6 separate regions of the Mus musculus genome follow, and regions 2, 3, 4, 5 and 6 are each linked to region 1. A link is a contact called in public Hi-C and promoter capture Hi-C data. All regions are on one chromosome and are shown on one strand. Each heading gives the region's core, a stretch centred on a gene start, on an enhancer-like site or on the middle of the called end of the contact. The rest is flanking DNA. Distances are from core to core; before and after follow the strand shown.

Evidence for each region. Promoter capture Hi-C pulls out the DNA fragments that hold promoters and counts their contacts. Hi-C and Micro-C count contacts between places; a contact is called where the count stands out from the background.
Region 2: a Hi-C map of CD8 T cells shows a contact between it and region 1, with 5 times the contacts expected there. The contact joins the promoter of Nmnat3 here to the promoter of Anapc13 in region 1. A contact is called at or near these places in 1 of 39 promoter capture datasets (erythroid cells) and 2 of 484 Hi-C or Micro-C datasets (CD4 T cells and CD8 T cells).
Region 3: a contact with region 1 is called in a promoter capture Hi-C map of pre-B cells, with 2.2 times the contacts expected there. The contact joins the promoter of Copb2 here to the promoter of Anapc13 in region 1. A contact is called at or near these places in 1 of 39 promoter capture datasets (pre-B cells) and 1 of 484 Hi-C or Micro-C datasets (CD4 T cells).
Region 4: a contact with region 1 is called in a Hi-C map of CD8 T cells, with 6 times the contacts expected there. The contact joins the promoter of Pik3cb here to the promoter of Anapc13 in region 1. A contact is called at or near these places in 2 of 39 promoter capture datasets (erythroid cells and pre-B cells) and 3 of 484 Hi-C or Micro-C datasets (CD4 T cells, CD8 T cells and embryonic stem cells).
Region 5: a contact with region 1 is called in a promoter capture Hi-C map of pre-B cells, with 5 times the contacts expected there. The contact joins the promoter of Cep70 here to the promoter of Anapc13 in region 1. A contact is called at or near these places in 1 of 39 promoter capture datasets (pre-B cells) and 2 of 484 Hi-C or Micro-C datasets (CD4 T cells and regulatory T cells).
Region 6: a contact with region 1 is called in a Hi-C map of CD8 T cells, with 4 times the contacts expected there. The contact joins the promoter of Dbr1 here to the promoter of Anapc13 in region 1. A contact is called at or near these places in 2 of 39 promoter capture datasets (erythroid cells and pre-B cells) and 4 of 484 Hi-C or Micro-C datasets (CD4 T cells, CD8 T cells and regulatory T cells).

The regions. Positions count from the first base shown.
Region 1 is chr9:102,624,327-102,628,025 of GRCm38.p6, reverse strand. It overlaps Anapc13 (anaphase promoting complex subunit 13), which reads right to left and starts at 1,730. Exons shown (of 3, transcript NM_181394.3): 1 at 1,680-1,730. Cep63 (centrosomal protein 63) reads left to right here and starts at 1,902. Exons shown (of 17, transcript NM_001081122.1): 1 at 1,902-2,122. The coding sequence starts at 2,045.
Region 2 is chr9:98,294,533-98,298,231 of GRCm38.p6, reverse strand. Nmnat3 (nicotinamide nucleotide adenylyltransferase 3) reads right to left here and starts at 1,662. Exons shown (of 5, transcript NM_144533.3): 1 at 1,252-1,662. Gm46126 (a long non-coding RNA gene) reads left to right here. Exons shown (of 2, transcript XR_001779264.2): 1 at 1-146; 2 at 853-1,035.
Region 3 is chr9:98,562,163-98,565,861 of GRCm38.p6, reverse strand. Copb2 (coatomer protein complex, subunit beta 2 (beta prime)) reads right to left here and starts at 2,131. Exons shown (of 22, transcript NM_015827.2): 1 at 2,039-2,131. The coding sequence starts at 2,041. 4930579K19Rik (RIKEN cDNA 4930579K19 gene) reads left to right here and starts at 2,251. Exons shown (of 1, transcript NR_029444.1): 1 at 2,251-3,402.
Region 4 is chr9:99,138,177-99,141,875 of GRCm38.p6, reverse strand. Pik3cb (phosphatidylinositol-4,5-bisphosphate 3-kinase catalytic subunit beta) reads left to right here and starts at 1,665. Exons shown (of 24, transcript NM_029094.3): 1 at 1,665-1,885. It also overlaps the pseudogene Gm2773.
Region 5 is chr9:99,241,497-99,245,195 of GRCm38.p6, reverse strand. It overlaps Cep70 (centrosomal protein 70), which reads right to left and starts at 1,855. Exons shown (of 18, transcript NM_023873.4): 1 at 1,706-1,855.
Region 6 is chr9:99,573,829-99,577,527 of GRCm38.p6, reverse strand. It overlaps Dbr1 (debranching RNA lariats 1), which reads right to left and starts at 1,729. Exons shown (of 8, transcript NM_031403.3): 1 at 1,403-1,729; 2 at 828-952. The coding sequence starts at 1,599.

The sequences.
Region 1 (3,699 bases), core at 481-2,980:
TTTTGGGTTTCTGGCTTCCAAGTTTGTTCCTTATCACAAACACACCCTACTGTGCTCCCTGCCACAAAGTGGCAACCCAAGGAAAGGTCTTGTGAGGATTAGTACCAGTGGCTCTCTCAGGAACTGTTCTGTTTCCGAGAGAAGGGAGACTCATACAAGAAACAAACTGTGCTACGCGGCTATGTGCTTGCCTCCAACAGAATAAAGGCAAGCAAGCTAGCGCTATCTACCTAGTCTGTAGGAGGGAAAGGGCTTTTTACTTTAAAAAATTAAACAACCTGGGGCCTGGGAGGAGGTTCAGTGGAGTGAAGTGCTTGCTGTGCAAGCAAAAAGACCTGAATTCAGATTCCTGGCACCCGCAGAAAAAGCCTGGCACGATGGCACACTTGTGTTCTCTGGGAAGCTGCCAGGCCAGGCAGTTTAACTGAATCAGAAAGCTCCAGGTTTAAGATTCAAAGTAATAAAGGAAGACACTGATGTTGACCTCTGGCCTCTACACTCATCTACAACTCCACCTGTACGCAGAAATCTCCCCCACCACCACAACTTTCGTGTACGCGTATACACACACACACACACTGAAGCTCCCTCTGCCACGTTAAAACCAGGTGATAACTTAGCAGTTTTCCTCAGACATAACCAGACCCTAGCTAGTGGATAACGCAAAGCCAGCTGAAGGGCCACTTCTAATCACCCCTCAGGGTTTGACAAGCCTTTTGTTTTTGTAGCTGAGCCTTGGGCTGCATTTCACACCTTCTGGTGCTGACTTTCCCAGTCCCTATGGATTGCACCTTTTTCTAAAGTGCTCTGACTTTCTCTCCAGCTTTTCAGCAGGCTCTGTCCTTGAATGCTTTGCTGCTTGCCTCAAATGATCTATGAAACAAGTCAGGTCAGCTTTGTGACTGACTGGCAGGGTACTACTGTCTCCAGCGGTAATGTAAGGATACCCAGTCTTTCCACAAGTTCGCCTCAATACTTTGTAACATGACTCTCTTCTACATGCTTAGAAACTAGCACGCTTTTCACCCACCCCCGTCCCTCATCACTTATGCTTGGCCGTCCTTCCAAACACATCTATTTTCCTGGGTCAGGTGCTCGGGTGCTCACCCTTTACGTAAACAGAAAGTTCCCCCGCTCCGGATACCAGATAATATCAAACTCTCAGCTCTCAGATTGTTTCCTTTAGACCCCAGGCTGAGTGCAGTCCCAAGGGTCCATTCCTTCACCAGTCCCCTAGATCTCTGGGCACAATACGTGACAACAGGAGGAAAGCTTGTCACATTGCCCGGATATCTCTTTCTAGACATTAGATGCGTACGTCCTATGAGACATACACACCTTTCATGCACACAGCTTTGTAAATGTATTTCTAAGCTACGAGCACGGCGCCTACACTAAAATGGCCCTCGGAGGCCACCATCCTGGGACACTACAGTCACCCGCTGCAGCGACTTCCGGTTCGAGGGGTGGGAGGATACTACATGCGGAAGTGCAAGGGGGGAGGTCGAGCGTCGCCATGGGGGCTCCGTTCCACTCCGCACAGCGTGCAGTAAAGAAGTGGCTCTGAAGCTCGGTTGAAAGTACCGGCCCGCGCCTCTGGAAGCGGTAGACGCCGGAGTTCGAGGGCGAACGCTTGGCCACCCTCGGAAACCCGGGCCGCGGGCGCGAAAAACCCTTACCCACTGCGCGCGCGTCGGCTTCCTCCCGGCCCCGCCCTTCTTCTGGGTCACGTGACTCGCGGCGCTCTCAAGCCCCGGATGTGGGTGAGTCCAAGCGCTGCGGCAGGGGGCGGGACGGACAGCGATTTGTTGTGACTTGCGCGCATCCCCGGCCGGAGGAACGGCGGGCAGGCCCGGGGGCGCGCTCCGCCGGAGGCGCGCTCTGCCGGGGGCGCGCTCTGTAACCGACCGCATGCCCCAAAGACGGGCGAGCTGCGGCTAACTGTGGTGCGGTCTCGGCCCTGGCCACGGTGGTGCCGCTAGGCTCCAGGCCTCATGGCCCGCGGCCGCAGCTCGTTGCGGCCCACCTGCCGCGGGGCTTTCCAATGCCGGGTTGCGGCTGCCCGGTCGTCGCGCCCCTGGGTTCCTCCTCCTCCCTATGGGACTCTGGGCTGGCCGGCCAGGTGCTTCGGCCTGCGGGAGGGCGGGCTGCGGGCTGTGGGCTGCATGGCTCCCGGGAAGGGACCCGGCTGCTGCTGCTGCCGCCGGTGTAGGACCAGGCCTTAGCGTTAGCCGCCCAGCGGGAAGCCCGCAGGGTTCCTTGGTGATGTTAGTATGAGAGGTGCGGAAATGTGGCGGGAACCCCTGATGGCAGGGGAATTGCAGATGGCTTCACGCTTTCAAGTCAAGCATAGGAAACAAGATTGGTGGAGTGAAAGTTTGGAAAGGGGAATTCCACAACAGCGCTTTCACGCGGAGACACTTGACAGTGAATGGGCTTTTGTCCTTTACAAAATCGTGGAGTTAGTGCATTCTGATGTCAGACCTAGTTTTCATTTACAGACTGTAGACTTGTTGCCAAAAGTGCTCCCCATTCTCCCCAACTAGCGCTGGCTCTCCTTTGTAGCTATGATCTGGAACTTGCAGTGTAGACCAGGCTGGCCTCAAACTCAGAGATGGGCCTACCTATGTCTCCTAATTAAGGATCCGCGCCACCTCGCCTGGCTTTCTTGAGGCCAATTTAGAGTTTCAAAAATGTATTACTTTATTATAGCTCTTTGTACAACTCGAATATTTGTATTTTATATTTTGTATGTAAGTCAGAGATCAATGGCTATAGTTATCTTTAGCTTTTTACACTTTTTTTTTTTGTTTTGTTTTTCGAGACAGGGTTTCTCTGTGTAGCCCTGGCTGTTCTGGAACTCACTCTGTAGACCAGGCTGTCCTCGAACTCAGAAATCCGCCTGCCTCTGCCTCCCGAGTGCTGGGATTAAAGGCGTGCGCCACCACGCCCGGCTTTTACACTTATTCTTAAAGGCTGCAGCTTAACGATATGATGAAACGAATTATCTTATTTGGAATGCAGCGCCATTTTTAGGTTAATTTTTGTCCCGTGCTCTCTGTCTTTTACTGTGTCGTCCTCAGTGGTCAGTATAGTAAAGGAGGCTGCGAAACTAAAGAGGGTTAGAGACTTAAACCACAGACACATGTCCCTTTAAAATGTGTATATGCTGAAGTTTCAGAAACAATGGAGATATTGTTAATCATGCTGCTGCTGCTTCCTCCCGTGGAGCGGTAGGGACCGGTTACTTAGGCTTTCCTGTACTGTGTGGTGGCTGATGGTGACAGCATTAGTCCACACTGTCATAGCTTAAGGTGCTCCCCATGCCAAAGGCTAGAGTTGCTTTTTTAAGTTTTACAAAAACCACAGTACTATTTTTACATCAGTACAAATTTATAAAAAGCACACAGTGTCAGTGTCCGGTGAGTTCAGGTTCTTCAGCTATTCCATATGTGCTTGTAATACCAAAGTTGTAGACTTGTAGACCAAAGTCCTACAGAGAACTGTCAGCTGCATTCGGTTGCTAGGCCTTCAAAACCCTCTAATCAATAATCAAAACCCTCAATTTCTTTCTTTCATATATATACATATATATTATATACATGTATTATATGTGTATATATGATATTTTCTTTATTTACATTTCAAATGTTATCCCCTTTCCTAGTTTCCCCTCTGAAAATCCCCTATTTCTCCCCC
Region 2 (3,699 bases), core at 413-2,912, 4.3 Mb after region 1:
AAGTGGCAATGAAATAATTTTTATGACGAGGTCACAACGTGAGGAACTGTATTAAAGGACTGCAGGAGCAGGAAGGCTGAGAACCACTGGCCTAAATGCTAAATGGAAACAAGGCAGCTTCCCTCACAAGGCTCAGAGTCCGCATGGTAAGTGGCCAACCTTGCACAGGCTCCAGGAGAGCAGGTCTTGTATCTGGCTTCTCCTAACCCTTAGTGTCAAGGGAAAGGCATGAGCCAAGTGTTTCCAAAAAATGGTTAAACCAGTCCTCAACTTAGAGAACAGGCTGTATTGTGAGAGTTTACTCATCTGTCAGAGGGGAATGTACTAAGGCGGGGGGGGGGGGGGGGGAAGCTTACTCTGAGACAGACACCTCAAGTTCAGTCTTGAGGAGCAGAGATACCTTCACCCCTGCTGTGCCCGCTGCTGTCTGAACAGCTCTGGCAGCTGCTTCCCACAAACCCATTTCCTGGTAGTACAAGCAGTCCCATCTTAGAACAGTGGCTTAAGAAACTGCCGAGGCAAATGCCCTGATCAAAAGCAACTCGGGTAGGAAGCCTTTATTTGCCTTGCTCTCCCAACGTCACAGTCCCATTAATGATAGAAATCCAGGCAGGGGCTGAAGCTGAGGCCATGGAGGACCACTGCTTCCTGGCTTGTTCTCCAAGGCTTGCTCAGCCTATTACAACTAAGGACCACCACTGGGGTGGGGGACGTGGGAAAGGGTGTGGTGGAATCCCCCACTGTGGGCTGAGCCCTCCTACATACATCAGTAATCAAGAAAATGCCCCCACACCCTTTTGGTCAGGTTAGTCTAATGGTGGCATTTAAAAACTCCAAGTTCTCTCTTTCCAGATGACTCACTTGTTGACGTCGACTAACTAGGACAGGAACTCGCAGGCACCAGCTCTCTGCAGGACGATCCCAAGGGAACCTCCTTCCCAAGCCTTACTTTATGTCTGGAATTCCGTCATTCACGGGGTAGCTTTAGCTCCAGCAGGTTTTGCTGACGGGAAACGTAATAAAACTTCTCCAGCACCCTGCGCTTTTATTTACTTATCTTAAAAATTATCTCCACAGCTCCTACTAATTTGAACTGTCATACTTTAATGTGTGTGGTTTGCCTTTGCTGGAGGTCTCCTCGCTAGTCTGTGCTCTGCGGGGCAGCACGCTACACGTGACAATCGCTGGAACCCCACTTAGGCCAATAGAAAGAGAACACTGAACAATACGCTGTAATTGTCACACACTTACTTTTAACTGACTGTAAACGTGCTGCAGGGGGGATCCGAACCCGTGTCAGCTCGAGCCAATCGGTCAGAAAAGTGACCGTGGGGCTAGCGTGGTTCTGCGCTCCACAGCCATCTGACTCTGTCGTGCGCGCGCGCGCCCGAGTCGCCGCCCCCGAGAGTCACGTGGGCCTGGTAGGTACGCGGGGACTCAAGGCTTCGTGGACACCCACGCGGGCGAAGCAGGCAGCCAAGGTCGCTGGCTGTGCTTACCTGCGCGTCGCGGGGCTCCGCTCAGAGTCAACAGGGACCGCGGATCTGCTGCTCGACCAGGATGGGTCACCCCGCAGATCGCCCTAAGACTAACTAGTCTTGACCCAGGCTGGGGGCGGAGCCGCGAGTGAACTTGACCTTGCGCTCCCAGCTTCCTGCTGTGGGCGGAACTCCCGGGAGACAGAGCGGAGCTTTGCCCCGCCCCCTCAGCGACCTAAGACCACGCCCCGTGCCCCGCCCCCGCTCTTCAGGTCCTCAGTAGATTGTCATCTGTGGCCTTTCTGCTCTGTGTTTTCATTTTTTACTTTTTTTTTTAGTTTTGTATTCTGTTTGTTTCTTTCATCTAACTTTCACTCTGGTTTTTAAAAGCCTGAATTAAAACCATATCAAGCAATGTATGAACAGTTCTTAAAGTATAAAATAGCTACTTACAATGAAAGAAACAAGCCCCTCCTGTTCTGCTCTACCTAGAGCCCTTTTTCATCAGTCCCTTCCTTGGATGGTCACTTTTTGTCGCAAAAAAAAAAAAAAAAAAAAAAAAAAAGAAAGAAAGAAAGAAAAAGAGCTTACATAGCGATTTCTTGATTTATCTATTGACTTTCTGCCATGTTAGATGAGGATTTACTCTTCCTGGGCCCCTGCTTCCCTCTTCTGACACATTTACACCTCTATTCTCCAGCTCTGCCTTGGTGAGGATAAAGGTTGTGGGGGGATGGGGTTCTGAAGCTGGCACAGTTTGGGGGAGGGGAAAATGGGGGCTATTTTAGAAAGAAAATACAATTAGGACTTTCTGGCAAGTATATTCATTCATACTAAGAAATTGCAACCGAATCCTTGGAGATTCAGGACCTACTCCCGGAGGTCTTTGTGTAATTTAGAACCTTAATTTGCCTCGCTAATGCAGAGTAGTTTCTCAGCCTCCCATAACCCTCTATAACTGCCCAGCCCTCACAAGAAGCTTCACCGTGGCCTGTCAATCCTAATGGAGTGAGTTGCAGGGTGGGGGGAAAAATCAAGGGTGATGTCAAGGCTTGTGAATGCTAAACATTTAAGCTCCCCCCTCCTCCTAGCCACAGTGATAAATCAACTCCTGGGTGGAGAGCTAGCTCTGGACCCAGTTTCTATCCCCAGTCTCCCATGATATTCCCAGGCTCTTAGGAAGGGCCACACCTTTGCCATTAATCAGTATGTGGGCACACAGGTAGCCCCACTAAGAAACCAGGGAAAAGATACCTCCCCACTCAGGCAGTAGACCCTGTGCCCTTTGCGTTTCTTCTGGGAAACTTAGGGTACAATGCACCTCCATAAAGTGACCCCAAGCAAGCAGCTTTACCTACTCAGGTTTCAGTTTCCTTCCCTGTAATCAGTAGAAACAACCCTCTACCTCGATGGCTTTGGAGGAGGTTCAAGCAGCACGATAGTAGCTAAGTGTACAGTGTCCTTTGGATAGTTTCTTACTGATGCCAGCAGCGTAGGTGGTGTGTCACAAAATTTGGAGGCATCTGTGAGCATATGTAGTGTACACACTCCTACAGGTTGGTTTACTTTCATAAATTAACCAAAGGCCAAGTCTTTCTGAGTCAGGACCCGGGGCTGTGGAGGCAGAGACTAGACACAGCCAGCCAGAGAGAGCCTGAACAATGACTTCTCCTTCAGAGGAAGATTTCCACCCTGCATCATGGAAGACTGAGGCCTGGCTGAAGAGAAGACTGGGTGAGAAGCACTGTGTGCTTTGGGAAGGCAGCACAAACCTTATATAACAGCCAGGCTTTAGCTAACATAGCGGGGAGAGGCAGGCCTGAGAAACCCAGGCTGGACCGAAGCCTAGCTGCTTTTATTCTGAAGGGGAATAACAGGATCCCCGTCACAGCTGGCTACTCCATCATAAGTAGAATGGGAGCCTCTGGGTACATTTAATTTCTCTATGACCCTGTTCACTAAAGGAAGACATCTAGAGATACCATCACAGAAAGGATTTGATGGAGAATATGTGCTTGAGTCTCTCCTAAGTAGACTATGGTACGTGCAGTTGAGTGGAAGTTTATAAGGTATAAGATTGCAGGTAAGTAGAATAGTTTAGAGGGCAGGGCAAGTGCACAGTGAGGAGGCATTGTTAAGCCAGCACTCCCCTGTAACACGTGATGAGAATCAGCATAATCTTGAAGGAATAGTCTACAAAGCAGTATGCCAAGCATGAACA
Region 3 (3,699 bases), core at 882-3,381, 4.1 Mb after region 1:
GACACATGTACTTCTAACTGTTCTTCATTGTTTGCTCTTCACTTCCAAAACCAGCTTTAGGCCCGTGCTCTAACTAGTCAGTTCTCGTGAGAACACCTCCACTGTCATGCAGCCCTGCCCATCTCTAACATACTCAAGCCACCATCTTTAAATCACAAGCTAATCTCAGGGGAGCAAACCTTTTCGATGATTTCTAAATGTTTGCCCCACTAATTACTGTCACAAAATTTAACTTCTCCCTCTCATCTTTGAGTCAACAACAAGCAGGAAGTATGTTATGCCAGGAGCCATAGTGGGATCTTCAACATAACATAAGCCCCCACATCCAAGTAAGTATGTGTAAGTGTGTGGTGTGTGTATGTGTGTGTAAAATAGGATTGTTAGGATAATCCTAACAAGGTTTTCAAATTGATTTTTCAAAATGGCTAGGGATCTCTGAACTACCTAGTATATAGCTGCACATACCCCAAAGTAAAGACACCCATTTTAAAATGTGCATTACTGCAGGCAAGCGCTCCTGGAGTCATACTTACCATCCCAGTCATGAGTGTTTTAAAGATATCATACCAGGTCTTAGACGATTAAACTACTCACACTGCATCCTCAACTCCAGACTTAGTTTAAATGCCACTGCCACCATTATGCCCTTTCTGATTAGCCTAGCCAGAGGATTCTTCCCCATCCACGTACACAGCTCTTCTTGCTTGTGGAGTGGTTTATTTCTGAAGGGCAGGCTCAGTGCTTATCCAGCTCCTTCTCTCCACACCATATGTATTTGGGAATACGGGAGGAACAGGTAGTATAGATGAGGTCCACAGTCTTGCTAGAAGCCTCAGCTGCAGCGCTCATGTCAGACACATGGTAGTAAGTTTAATTAACACCCAAGGTTTGACTTGTATAACAGGGATAATAATAATATCTCTCTTAGCATTCTGAGAATTAAAATCAGAGTTCAGTTAGAGCAGAGCACGGCTTATAGTAACCACCATAAACATTACTCATAATTATCCACAGGCTGCGGTGACAATCAGCTGGTAAATGTTTAGCAAAATGCAGGACAGTGAAATGCTCCTATGGTGAGTGAGCAAATAAATAAAGTCATGTTTTGTACTTTTTACTCGAGACTTAAAATACAGCCATCTTTTAGTATCTCTGCACATGGTTCCAGTATCCTCCACCAAATCAAAACGCTCACGTTCAGTTATTTAAGTGCTTATAATTTACCCATCACTCCTGGTCATCTCTAGATTAGTTAGAACACCGATACAGGGGTCAAAGTTGTAAAGAGTCGTTGTATACTATGACAGCACATGTTCACACAACAGTTTTCCTCAAATGTCTTCCACCGAAAGCTGGTTCAATGTGTGGGTATGGAACTCACAAACATTGAAGAAGGAAAGTCAATTTTTAATTGACTATTAAAAATATGTCTCAAAACTAAGTTAGGCAGATCTCAGGGCCTTCCCCAAAAAGGTCATCCTCTGTGTGCACAGAAGGCCCAATCAACATCAACTAGAAAACGACGAGCTGGGCTGCCATAGCATTTGAAATTTCACCTCTGGCTCCATATACATTTAACTTTGTTTAGTTCTGGTTTTCCTCTGCTTAAGTTTGCAATGTGGTGCCTGCACACTACCAAACACCTCACGCAACCTGGAAGGTGGGTTAGCAAGCACCACCCTCAATGACAGAATAAAGTGACTTGGTCAAAGTTGCCTTTGGCATCCGAGTCCTGACTCTAGCATTTACTTGCACTACCGGACCCGGTGCAGACTGCAAGGGCACTGACAGGCGCCCTGACCGCCCTGAGAGTCGGGGGCGCCGCTCCTTCGCGGGTACCCAGTTACACTACTGTGTCACCACGGCAGCCTCCCGGTCTGGCCTTCTTCCTCCCAGGACGCCAACGGGACAGGAGGACCCCGTCAGGCCGCAGCAGTAGCAGCGCAGACCGCTTCTAGCTACTGCTCCTAGCCAAGAAGCCCCGGGAACCCGCCGCAGCCGGTGGGCTCCACTCTCTGTCCCCTGAGGCCCGACTTACCATGGCTCCGACTGTCCGAGCGAGCCCCTGCCCGTCACAGGCTCAAGGCGACACACTCAGGAACCCACCGACCCGTGGACCGGCCAACCCACTGACGTGGAACTTCCGGGAAGCGACTCTCGCGGTACTCGGAGCCAGGCTCTGCGCCTGCGCACACCCTCCGTAAGGCGGTCCGTGCATGGTCCCGCCCCAGTTTCCTAGGTAACGCGGACTTCCGCGTCTCCCGCTGCTGAGCTGGCTGATGGAGTGTATTGCTGTGGCCAGAGTTGGGCGGTGACTAGCGGCGGTCTGGGCTGCTCACCTTCGGTCAGTTTCAGAAAGGCAAGAAGATGGAGCGCAGTGCTGGATTCCTGCTGAACGTCGGCAGCAGTGGAGGGGCCCGGAAGCGCTATCCGAACAGCGTGAGCCTCTGGCAGAGAAAAGAAAGCTCTAAAACTGTGTACTCCAGCGGGCTCCGGAACGGGGCCCAGAGCGGTGTCTGGGTCTTGGGTGAAACCGACCGAGGCGGAAAAGATGTGGGCGCGGCTCCCGCCTTTGAGGCTCCGAGGAGCCCTGAGATCTTGGTTCTGGAGGCTCCCGGAGGCAGTCGGGTGATTACCCTTCAAAGAGCATCCACCGGGTCGTTTGTTTGGCTATGTACCTTCAGTTGGTGGTACTGCCACATCACGTAGGAGTCGTCTCCGTTTTATTGATTGGAAATGTAAGACTCAAAGAACTCAGGTTTACTGGCCAAGATGGCATAGTAAGTAGTGTTGTTAAGATCTGGGCTCAGGGGAGAATACGCCCTGGAAGCCCAGTGCTCTATCTGCTATGCCAAAATAGCTCTTTAATAAATTAGTTGAATTTCAAAAAAATGATTGCCAGGAAAAGTGCAAATACATTGTGTATCGATTTCACACACCTTTTAAAAAGATAATGCTATGAAACAAATGGAAGTTGCCCTTAGCTCCTTATAAACCTCTAGTTGGAGAAAAGCCTAGGTTTCCAGAAAGGAATTGTATAGCCTGAGAGAAGTAAGGGTGAGTTTTCATTAGGTAGTGCCTGGCTCTTGGGAGATTTATAGGCCTCAGTTTTTCATATACAAAAAGTCAGATAGTTTTCAAAGATCCATTTTTACTATTCTGTCAGTAAAAACAAATTTTCTCTCAGTAATGAGATTTTTACATAATTGACATGAATAATCACATAATCGCATACTGTAGCGCAACCAATTGCAAGAATTAGTTGAAACTTTTTAAAATGTGAACTATATCTAGTGTGGAGAATAGCTGGGCTTCTATTATTTTTGATTCCTTAATTCTCTTTGCATTTTTAATTTGACACAGTATCAATAAATATAAAATAAAATAACATCTCCATTCCACAGAACCTGTTGATAATACTTAAATCTATATAACACCTGTAGTTTACCTGCTGGAGAGTTAAGCCCCCACCTGCCGTGCTCATTTTGTGTCTCCATCTTTTGCTGCTGCAGGTCAGCAACATCAAGTTCTGCAATAGTGACTATGATCAGCTCTTAGCCAGGCCATAGCGTACCCATGTAACCACAAACCTTGAAGATCTGCGAGTTCAATACCAGTTTCTGCAAGACTCTCTCTCTCTCTTTTAATCTTTTAAAACTTATGTACTGAATTTCGGCTATATGAAAAGTTATGCTAGGT
Region 4 (3,699 bases), core at 416-2,915, 3.5 Mb after region 1:
GATTCGAAACTCACTGGTGTACAGTCTAATCTCCCAGAGTAGCTTTTCCAAGTACTGCATAGCAATACTATCAGCAAAGAACAGTGTAAAGATTAGGCCTCGATCCACTCTTTGTCATAGTACATTCCTATTCTAGCATTTCCATCCCCGATATTCACAGAAACTTCACAGGTATTTGGCAAGCTTCTTGTTTTACTCTCTGTCTCTGTGTCTCTGTCTGTCTCTGTGTCTGCCTCTCTCTCTCTCTCTCTCTCTCTCTCTGTCTCTGTCTCTCTCTCTCTCTCCAGGTTTCTCTGTGTACTCCTAGCTTTCCTGGAACTTGCTCTGTAGACCAAGCTGGCCTCAACTCACAGATCTGCCAGCCTGGCTTGTGTCACCAACCCTTTCTGCTTGGTCAGAAAGCCATTGCTAGTCTAGTGCAAGATACTTTTGCTTCTGTGGTGGACATGAGACTGACCTTGTGGTGGAGGGGAAGGAAGAAGCTTGGTACAAGGGTCGAGGATCAACGTGTGAAGGTCCTTTACTGACATTTCTGGCTGTGAGCTCGCTAAATATTAAGGGGAATTCTATTCATTAGACATCTGAAAAGACCTGGGCTTCACAGTTGGGTTAAGCATTTAATGTCCCACTGGCAATGGGCTGAAGCCTCAAAAGCTCCACATAAAATTACTTGTAGAAACCCCAAACTTGTACAAGCATGGTGAAATAGGTTAACCTCTGTTTTTTGTTTTTGTTTTTGTTTTTTTTTTGAGACAGGGTCCCTGCTATGCAGCTTTGCCTAGTCTGCAACTCAGGAAGTAACCTAGCTGGCCTGGCAATGCACCTGCCTTCTGGTCCTGAATGCAGAGCTTTATAGGCATTAGCCACCACGCTTGATTTTTTTTTTTTTTTAAATCACTTAGTTACATCCGCAGAATCAAACTATTGTTTTGACACCTTGTCTCATTTTCCTTCTACTTGTAGATTCTATCCTAGACTACTTAAGTATTTGCTTGAATTGTTAGAGTGGCGTTAGGTTACAGTAGGTTTACTATATGTAAACAAAAAGACTACAAGTATCCCACGCAGGACCTCTTAGGCTATGTGAGTGCCCTACCGCTGAGCTCTATCCGCCGCGCCCAAGGTTTGGCTGACAGTAAGTGAAATTCAAGCGTCTCACTAAAGAGCCATGAAATTTCCCGACAGCAGGGAGACAGAGGCGAGAAAAAAAAAAAAAAGCGCTGGGCGAAGTGTAAGGTTTGGCAGCCAAACGTCAGCTGCGGTGGTGCAGAGACGAACACAGAAGTGTTTCAAAGGCTGGACTCTTTACATCTAAATGATCGTTCACATCGCAGGGAATGGAAGGCCAGCTGGGCCGTGGGAACAAAGGGGAGTCTGCGGAGAAGCGGAACCGGGAGGTGCAGGTTTTCCCGAAGGCGGCGAGCTGGGGGCTGCAGACACCGCAGTGCTCTGCGAGCCAACCCCAGCGCGCCGGCAGCGCAGTAGGAACGCGGCACCGACAGCCGCACAGGGCGAGGCTGGTGCTGCCTCCCCTCGAGGGGCGGGGCTTGCGCGGTGAGTGGGCGGGGCTGCCTGGAGGCGGGCGTCGGGGGATTGGCCCTAGAGGGTGGGCGGGGCCGGGCAGCGGGGAGGAGAGCCCGGGAGGCTCGCGCGCGCGCTCGCGCAGGCGCGGGCACGGCGGTGGCGCGCGCGTGCTCCGTCGGGCGGTGCAGCGGCTGCGACGGAGCCGGCCATGGTCGTGGGCGGTGGGCGGGTGTCGCGCTGAGCCCCGAAGGCAGCAAGAGACTGGGAGCGGGGCATGCGGGTGTCGGAGCCAGGCGGGCACGGCTGCGGGAGCTGCTGACGGCGCTGCGGGATCGGGAGCCGGTGGCGGCGCGCGGGGCAGGTGAGCGCGGGAGGCGGCGCGGGCTGCGGCGCTGGCGGCTCGGGCGGGCGCTTCCTGCCGGGCTCGGCCGCGGGAGCGCGGGCTCCGAGGTACGCGGCGCCCAGGCCTCGGGCGGCGGACACCGAGCAGCGGAGGGCGCCCGGTGGGCGACCACAGAGAGAGCGGGCGCGGCACGGCCCAGCCGGTGTCGGTGCGGACGCCCGGCGGCTGCGGACCCTCAGGTGTTTCGGCGCAGCGTTCACCGCACGATTCCGGGCTCTCCGGTTTCAGACCGGTCAGAGTCCCGGTGCTGCGGCTAACCCGTCCCGCGCGGCCTTGGCTGAAATACCCCGAGGAGACGTGAAGCGGGAACTGTGAATACTCACCTCCCGGGATTGCGGGAGGCCGTGCTAACCTCGCTGTAAGTGCTCGGTGGACGGGAGCTTTTGGGAGTCGCTCACTGCAGCATCCTTGCTGGCTCTGGCTTGTTCCTTCCTAGAGGTTGGTATTGGGGGCAAATTTATTTCCGAACCGCTCTAGTGTTGCAATAAGCTCAACTCGAGTTGCTTAACGAAGGAGCCTGTTATCTTACAGCGGCCAGAGTAGGATTCTGTAGTCTCTTCCTAGAATTCTGTAGTTTCTCTCTTGGAAAGGCTGACTTGGAAACCTGTCTTGGGTACGGAGTGAATTAGTGCTAAGAATCCTATCAGAATCAGAGTTTACACAACGTGGAAGATGGTGGTGGGACATGTTACCTGACTTACTTTGGTATTTAACCCATCTGAAGTGACACTTAAATTGTCACTTGTTACAGAGTATAAACACAGGAAGAGTATGGAAACATACTCCTTTTTTCCTGCATTGCTACATCCGAAGGGAGTGACAAGTGCTTTTGTAAACATCGTTGTGGGCAGTGTTACTTACTGTCTGGTGAAGTCATCATAATTAAATTAGATGAGTATTTATTCTGAAGTGCTGAATGGATGTTTGGGAATACCAGTCGTAATGAAATCTCCAAGGAGTCTGAGTTTCCAGGAGTTCATTATCACTTGCGGGTCTTGGTACTGCTTTGTAAGTTTTTTTGTTTTGTTTTGTTTTATTTTGTTTTGGATCTTTTGAGACAGAACCTTGCGGTGTTATGGATCTTTTGAGACAGAACTTTGCGGTGTTAGTCCTCAGTGGTCTGGAACTCACTCTATAGACTAGGCTGGCTTTGATTCATGCCTCTTTCTCCCTTGTCTTTGGATTACAGAACTCGGCATATCCAGAATAGATGTTAAAAGTTAGGGTGGCATCCACTTGTAGTCCCATTGCTGGGGAGGGGCACACAAGTAGATTCCAGGAGTTTGCTGGTAGACCTGCTAGCTTAGCAGAATCATGGCACCCTAGGCCAATGAGAGACTCTACCTAAAAAAATAAGATGTGTGGCATCTGAGGAACACACAACACACACACACACAGATTTTTAAAAAAGAAAGCAGAAGACAGAACTGTGTAGAAAGACTATATAATGTGTGAAAGATCAGGGTGGCTTGGATTAGGCTATTGCCCAAGTTTTGGAAGACCAAAAATCTGAAATGGTAAAATTGAAATTGTAGTCACTAAAGCCAAAAGGATTTAAGAAGCATCTTTAGTTTACCCTCGTGATTCACACACTGACTAGGACATTCCACCTTCAGGGTGTTTTTACAAAGTGGAAAAATCAGGTTGCTTTTCTTGTGCTAAAGATCATTGGCCTGACCACAAGTCAGATGTTGATTTATTTTATTTTATTTTTTAAAACTCAGGGCTTTTTATATCAGGGAAGTGCTTTATGCCAGAGCTTACCTGTCCCC
Region 5 (3,699 bases), core at 606-3,105, 3.4 Mb after region 1:
CCCCCACGAGTACCTGTACACATGAACACGCACATAATTAAAAGTGGTAAAAATGTTTAGTGGCGGATGGTGATGCATGCCTTTATTCCCAGCACTCAGGAAGCAAATCCTAGTGGACTCCTGTAAGTTCAAAGCCAAACTGGTCTACATAGTGACTTCCAAGACAACCTGGACAACATGGCAAGATCTTGTCTCAAGAAAAGGAGGGTGGGGAAAAAGAAAAGAGAGAAAAGGAAAATAAGAGAAAAAGAAGATAAGAGAAAAACAAAATGAGAAAAAGATGAAACTGGAGATGTTTGAAACAGAACCTTGGCTGACCTAGAACTAGCCTAGGCAACCCATCCCTCTCAGCCCTGGGAGTGTGAGTACAAGTGACAGCCATCATGGGGGGAAAAGTGTATATTTTGACACAGTCCATCCATGTTTCACAACAGTTCATTAATTGCCCTGTAGGTATCTGAGGATCTGTTAAAATACAACACATACTAAAATTTTATAGCCAGGCAATGGTGGTGTGCACTCAGGAGGCAGAGGCAGGAGGATCTCTGTGAGTTCTAGGTGAGCTGGGTCTAGAGAGCTAGTTCCAGGACAGCCAAGGCTACATAAAGAAATCTTGCCTCAAAAAACAAAAAACAAAAACAAAAAAAAAAAAAAAACAAAACCCCCATAAATATAATAGCTGGGTGTGGTGGTGTTTAGCTGTAACCCCAGCATTTCAGAGGTTGGAGGATCAGGAATTCAATGTCGTCCTCAGACGGCCTGCATGAAACCTTGCCTTAACGTGAATCAACAATTCAATTCCAACAACATTGCAACTTGCTCTTCACGGTTTACCATTTACTAGCTATTTACTATTTACAAAAATCCATGCAATGCACAAGATTGAAACCAATGCCTGCAGCGCTGATATGATTACAAAATAAAGTGGCAGGCTAGAGAGACAGCTCAGTGGGTAAAGGCACTTGTCCCAAGAAAGCTTGAGAAGCAATCCTCAGAATCCACAGGAGGCGAGAATTCTGTAACCCCGGGCCTCCTGTAGGGAGATCGGACTCTGCAGCTCTCCCCTCCATCCCCTACAGTATGCAGAAAAACAAAAGACCTTGTCTCAAACAAGGTAGAGGCAATGACCGACGCCCAAGGTTGTCCTCTTTCTCTACGTCTGCACCGTGGCGTGAACAATTATTGATTAGTTGATAATAGTGGGAACCTTGATTAGGCTTTGCTGTGTTTTTCACATTAATCAACGTGGACCCACATAAAGGCGGAGTCCTTAAATTTGTAATGAGTCTGACAGGAGGGGTACTCGCCTACCCTTTACTCCGCGATCTCCCACTTGGCTCCAAATCGCTATCACCTGACAGCGCCGCAAAGAGAACTGGAGCTAGCCCGGAACCCAGCCGATTCCATGTAGGAGTCTAAGCTCAGTTCCTGCTTCCTCTACCAGGTCGCACACCTTCAACACTCGGCTGGGAGAAGAGGTTGAGTGAGGAGCGAGGGACACAAAGCGACGGGCGGGCTCCCCGCAGGGAGGTCCACGCCCACACCTGCACGCGCATTTCCTAGCTAGCGCGTAGGAGCCGGGGCGACTCCATTCTGAGGGCCCTGGCTGGTGAGTGGGACGCTCCGGATTCCGGAGAAGCCACCTTTGGGCGTGCACCTGAAGGGGGCCCACGTAAAGTCCTCGGCGACCCCAAGCGCCACTCACCTCGGTCACAGCCCGTGGCTTCCACCGCGCTCGCCCCCGCGGCCTAAGCCCCGCCTACGCGACCGTTAGCGCAGCCAGGCTGACCAATCGAACTGACGCAGTCGATGGCCTCCCAGCGGGGCGGGACAACACCACCTGGCGCGCCGGGAAGGCGGGTCCACGCCGCGCTCTATCGTTAGCTCCGCCCACGGGGCGGGGCTTCTTCCCGCCTCCACTCCCACCGGACCCGGACTTGCTGCGGCTACTTTGTAGCAGGCGCTTTGACACTTCCTGGACGCTCCGCCTGATAGTCGCTCAGTCACCATGGTGTTTCTTTGATCCCCGAGAAGCTAGAAATACACACATTTGCGGTTGCAAGTGAAAGTGAGGCCGGGGCTGCCTTATTATCACTGGATGCCTGCGCTCCCTACAGCTCCCCCTCACGCCCTGACTGCGAGCCTTTTTCAGGAACTGTCTGCACGGGGCAACCCCAATAAGCATTTCTTGATAACATTTCACCTTCTCCTTGAATATTTTCAAAGGTCTACGAAGAACTGAGATGCCTGCCTGACGAAGCTCAGTCTAGATAGGCAGTTTGGGCTCCTGTTAGACACTGATAAGACTGGTTAATAAAGGGTTTGTGGCTACAGAGATAAAAGATTACATAAGGACATGAGGCACAACTCTTGCTTCAACTTTAGATAAGCTGAAAAGCCTTGAAAACGATCTATGGGCCTCCAGGTTAATTAAGTCAAGATCTCTAAAGTGGGGCCCACACGTCCAGAGTTTATATGGTTCCCCGAAGTGATTCTAATGTATAGCCAGGAGGGAGAACCAACTGTCCGCTGAGAAATAATTAAGACTGATTCTAAACCTGGTGGGGAAGAGGGACTGGAGATGTAGATCAGTTGGTAGAATTCAGCGTCCGGGAAGCCCTTGGGTTTGATTCTTCAACACGGCCTAAGACAGGCGAGCTGACACGTGCCTGTAATTCCAGAATTTAGGAGGTACAGGCAGATCAGGAGTTCAAGGTCATCCCTGGCTTTATAGCAAAAGTCAAGACCACCGGAAGCTACAGGAGGCCTTGGCTCAAGGAAAAAAATAAAACGAAGGTCCTTCTCCACTCTTTTCAAAAACCAAAAGTGGGTTAAGAAATCCAAAATATGTAAGGGAAAAAAAATCATGTTCGCAGTCTAAAGGATGACCTCGAGTTTTCAGGAATCTACCATCGTTGTCCTTGCAACTTACAGCCACACGGTGGCGGTATTGACAACAGGCATTTCCAGAAGGACTTGGGAAATGCAAGTCCCATCAGGGTCTTAGTGACCCTAATACATCAACTAAAGTGACTCTCTCTGGGTGGTCCAAGGGCACATCTCTTAAGAGAGTACTGCTCTCAAGCCCACGTTTAGGCACACAGTGAGTCTAAACTGTGTGTGTTCTCTGCAAACACATCCCAATCCCTCTATTCCCCCTCATGGCCCCTTCCTTCCCTTTCTATATCTGGATATTCACACTACGGAGCTGACAGATTTTCATTTTCAGCTTCCTAAGACAATCTAACTGCTTACCTTTTCCAGAACAATAGGGTGACTTTCCCAATCTTCTGAGCCAACCCATAGGCCAAACATCCGTGGGTTAGAATTACTTTTGATGTGAGTAATAAAAATCAAACAAACAAACAAAAAACTCAACTAATTCAAACTGCCTTAAACAATAAAGCAATTGATTAGGTCACACAACACAAACCCTAGAGGAGGGAGACGGAGACGTTGACATTGATTAATTCAAACCAATCTCTTTTTTTTTTTTTTTTTTTGGTTTTTGGTTTTTTGAGACAGGGTTTCTCTGTGTAGCCCTAGCTGTCCTGGAACTTACTTTGTAGACCAGGCTGGCCTCAAACTCAGAAATCTGCCTGCCTCTGCCTCCCAAGTGCTGGGATTAAAGGCGTGCGCCACCATGCCCGGCTTCAAACCAATTTCAATGGTTAAGTGGGTCCAGCTGCTATTAGTCTG
Region 6 (3,699 bases), core at 480-2,979, 3.1 Mb after region 1:
GAGTCTAAGAGGCAGAGCCCTGAACACCAAATATTTGGATCCTACCTGAGCAAGTCATTTGTAGATCCGGTAACTGAGACATGCAGAGAAATGCGTATGGACAAGGCACGAGAGAAGGACTAACTCACTATAGTTAGGTATAAAATGGCACCAGAACTACGTGTGTCTAAAAAAAATCTATCACTCGAAAGTCATGTACTTAGGGGCTGGAGAGATGGCTCAGAGCACTGGATGCTTTTCCACAGGTCCCGAGTTCAATTCCCAGCACCACATGGTGGCTTCTAACCATCTATAATGGGATCTGGTGCTCTGTAGGCACATATGCACTCAGAACACTGTATACACGGTAGATAAATAAATACATCTTGGGGTAGGGGGAGTCATGTACTTAAAAATCCACAAATGAAATAACCCAGTGGTTAGGATTTGCTTTAAGGCATCCCAGCCATCTCCCTCAGGAAAAGTTTAAACAATACTGGATATTTAAATATGGGAGTAGAACAAAGTAATAGGAGTTGAGGTTAACAAGTAAAGAAATTTATTAAACTACTCGGTATTTTTATGTATGTTTAGCATTTTCCATTATAAAGTTTAATGCAATAAGAAAAAAGCAAAGAGACTACAAAAAAAAAAACTTGTCATCATATTAGCTATTATTTAAACCTCTAGAAGAAAATGGATGTATGTTCATGACTGGCCATTTAATAACTATTTTAACTCAATTCTCATGATTATTTAAGTTAATGGCATTCACCACATGTCTTCTAGAAGCTGCCCAGCTGGTACAGATTCTGACAAGACCAAAAAAAGTGCACATAAACACATACCTAAATAATAAATATTCGGCGCTACCCAGCCACCATAGGGTAACTCTTGCAAATGGTTTGAGGCTTCATGGTTTCCTCCAATGAAGATGGTGAGAACCGGGGCCTTTTTCTCTCCAGAGTAATATCTACAACATAACGGTAATAAAGCTGTCAGGAACCAAACTAAACACAAAAAAGCAAGAGGTCAGAAGGAAAAGGCCGAGCTCAAAAACGATCAAACGGTCCCCACTATCTTCCCATCCCTGCCCTTAAGAATAAATTAAATCTTGAGTGTCGAGCACACATTCATTGAGATCAAGAACTTTGTGAAGTGCAAGTCTGGGCTTCTAGAACCCAGACTAGCACACAGCAGGTCACGGGAAAACCAGATCATTAAATCAACTAACCATCGTGTTCTAGCAAATCCAAAGTATCTAAACCTGCTGGTGTCACCCCGGGTCCCTGGGAAGAAGAGCCAGGTGTGTACAGAGAGGAGGAGGCCAGGGCCATTTCCTAAGCTCCGGGTCCAACAGACATCGCGATCTGCGGCAGCAGGACCTGGAACCCCACGCGAGGACCGGCCGCGCGCCCCTCACCTGTAGAAGGTCTGCATGTGACGGTACTTGGGCGGCACGGCCATGCAGCGCAGGTCGGCCTCGTTGCGCACCGCCTGGAAGTCGCCGCAGCACAGAAGGAGATCCACGGGTCCCGAGCCGCGCCGCTCCGCCAGCGCCAGAGTCTCGTAGATCTTGTCCAGCTCGCCGTGGCAGCAGCCGGCCACGGCCACCCTCATCGTGACGTTGGGCCGCGGAACTCAACAGCAACACCCCGGAGCACCTGCAGCCCGGGTCGCACAGCAAAGAACACCAGGCAGCCGGCCCACCCGGCTCCCGCCAACACCAACCGAGCCGCGGCTGAGTTTCGAGTCCTTTATGTAACTTCCGGCTTCCAAGTCTCGCGAGAGAGGGAACGGGAAGGGCCCGGTCAAGCCGGAGGGGGGAAACTTTGAACTTGTTTAATGGAGACCCTGTCTGTCTTCGTGATCCCTTGCGTGCTAGCAATCTAGTGGGTTACATTGTTTAAAACTAGAAAAAGAAATAAAATCTCCAAGAATAGGGATTGAATTTAGTAAAATCAAGGTAAGCAGCCGGGCGTGGTGGCGCACGCCTTTAATCCCAGCACTTGGGAGGCAGAGGCAGGCGGATTTCTGAGTTCGAGGCCTTCCTGGTCTACAAAGTGAGTTCCAGGACAGCCAAGGCTACAGAGAAACTCTGTCTCGAAAAACCAAAAAAAAAAAATCAAGGTAAGCAAGTGAGCAGGAGCGATTGAGCAATTAATTCCCTAGAGCAAATCTCTCCCTGGCAACGATGATTGCCTTAAAAATGAATTAGAAAGTAAAAAGAGGTTTTAATGATGACATTAAAATTTAAATGCAACGTTGAAGCTTACTGATTATTTTAAAACTATACACCAACCCTCCCGGGGGGAATTTCTAAAATTATTTTTGACTAAGGGGAATGGGTATTTTCCTACCAAATTGTTTGCCTAACTGTAACGCAAGATGAATGAAAGGTTAAATATCTCGAAAACTTCTGGAGAGAAAAGGTGGCGACTAATCAAGGAAGAATGAATGGCAAAGAAGAAAGCCAGTAAAGGAAATCTAATCAAGGGCATACAGTTGTAGCGCCACGAAAGTGTTAGCGATCCCCCAAAACCAGGCAGGAGCCCATCTGATGTAACTCATAGCACGGTCTTTATTCTATCCCAGCTCGCTGTGGCTCGCCACCAACACACAGCACAGTTTTTGGTGTACCCCGAATGTCAGTGGGGACAAGACTTTATAGAAAGCTACAAGCAGAGGGTGGGATGTGGTAGTGGTGGTAGTTAAGCATCTAATTCGAGAGCTACCATGGCCTTTAACACAATTGGCTGGTGCTGGGAGTCATATCATAAACTTAATTTCTGCTTCCCTCTGCATTAGTGGTCGTTAGGCAGGGGGTGGCCTCGTAACCTGGGGGTGCAGATATGTTGGGGTAATAACCTGGGGACGCTGGTCTTGTTGAGGGGTAACTTGGAAACTAGTGTTATGTTGGTTAGTTTGTCTGAGTTCAAACTTTGGCCAGGTTCTCTAAAATGGAGTCTGAACTTACAAGATTTGGCCTCTCAACAGAGAAGTATACATTTAAACAACTGAAAAATTTAATCAGTTAAATACAATCTAGGCTGGGGGCGTGGCAGGGGGAGGGAGGGGATGGTGGCTCTGCCTTTAATCCTTGTATTCCAGAAATAAGCAAGCAGATCCCTGGCCAGTGTGGTCAGCATGGTCTATAAAGTGAATTAAGACAGCTGGGGCTAGCCGGGCGTGGTGGTGCTCGCCTTTAATCCCATTACTCGGGAGTTTGAGGCCAGCCTGGTCTACAAAGTGAGTTCCAGGACAGCCAGGGCTACACAGAGAAATCCTGTCTCGAAAAACAAAACAAACAAAAAAATTTGACAGCTGGGACTGATGCATGGAGAAGCCCTGTCCCATAAAACCAAGAAAGAAAAAAGAAAAAGAAAGAAAGACAAAACCATACAGAGAAATGTCTCAGAAAAGACGATCTAATCAAGGTTATACAATTTTATAAGTCAGACTCTACTCTTTTTTGCGTCTGTTCTGTTTGTTCCTTCCAATTTTCCTTTCCTTTCCTTTTCTCTTCTTTTCTTTGGAGACAGGATCTTTTTATGTATCTCTGATTGGCCTGGAACTATGTAGATCAGACCGGCCTGAACCTGAAGTAGGCTTTCATTTTTAACTTATACAAACTACTTCCTTCTAGATTCTTTACATAGAATTTTTTTTTCATTTTGTGTATATATTCCTTTAGAACCATGCCTCAAAACATTAGATATT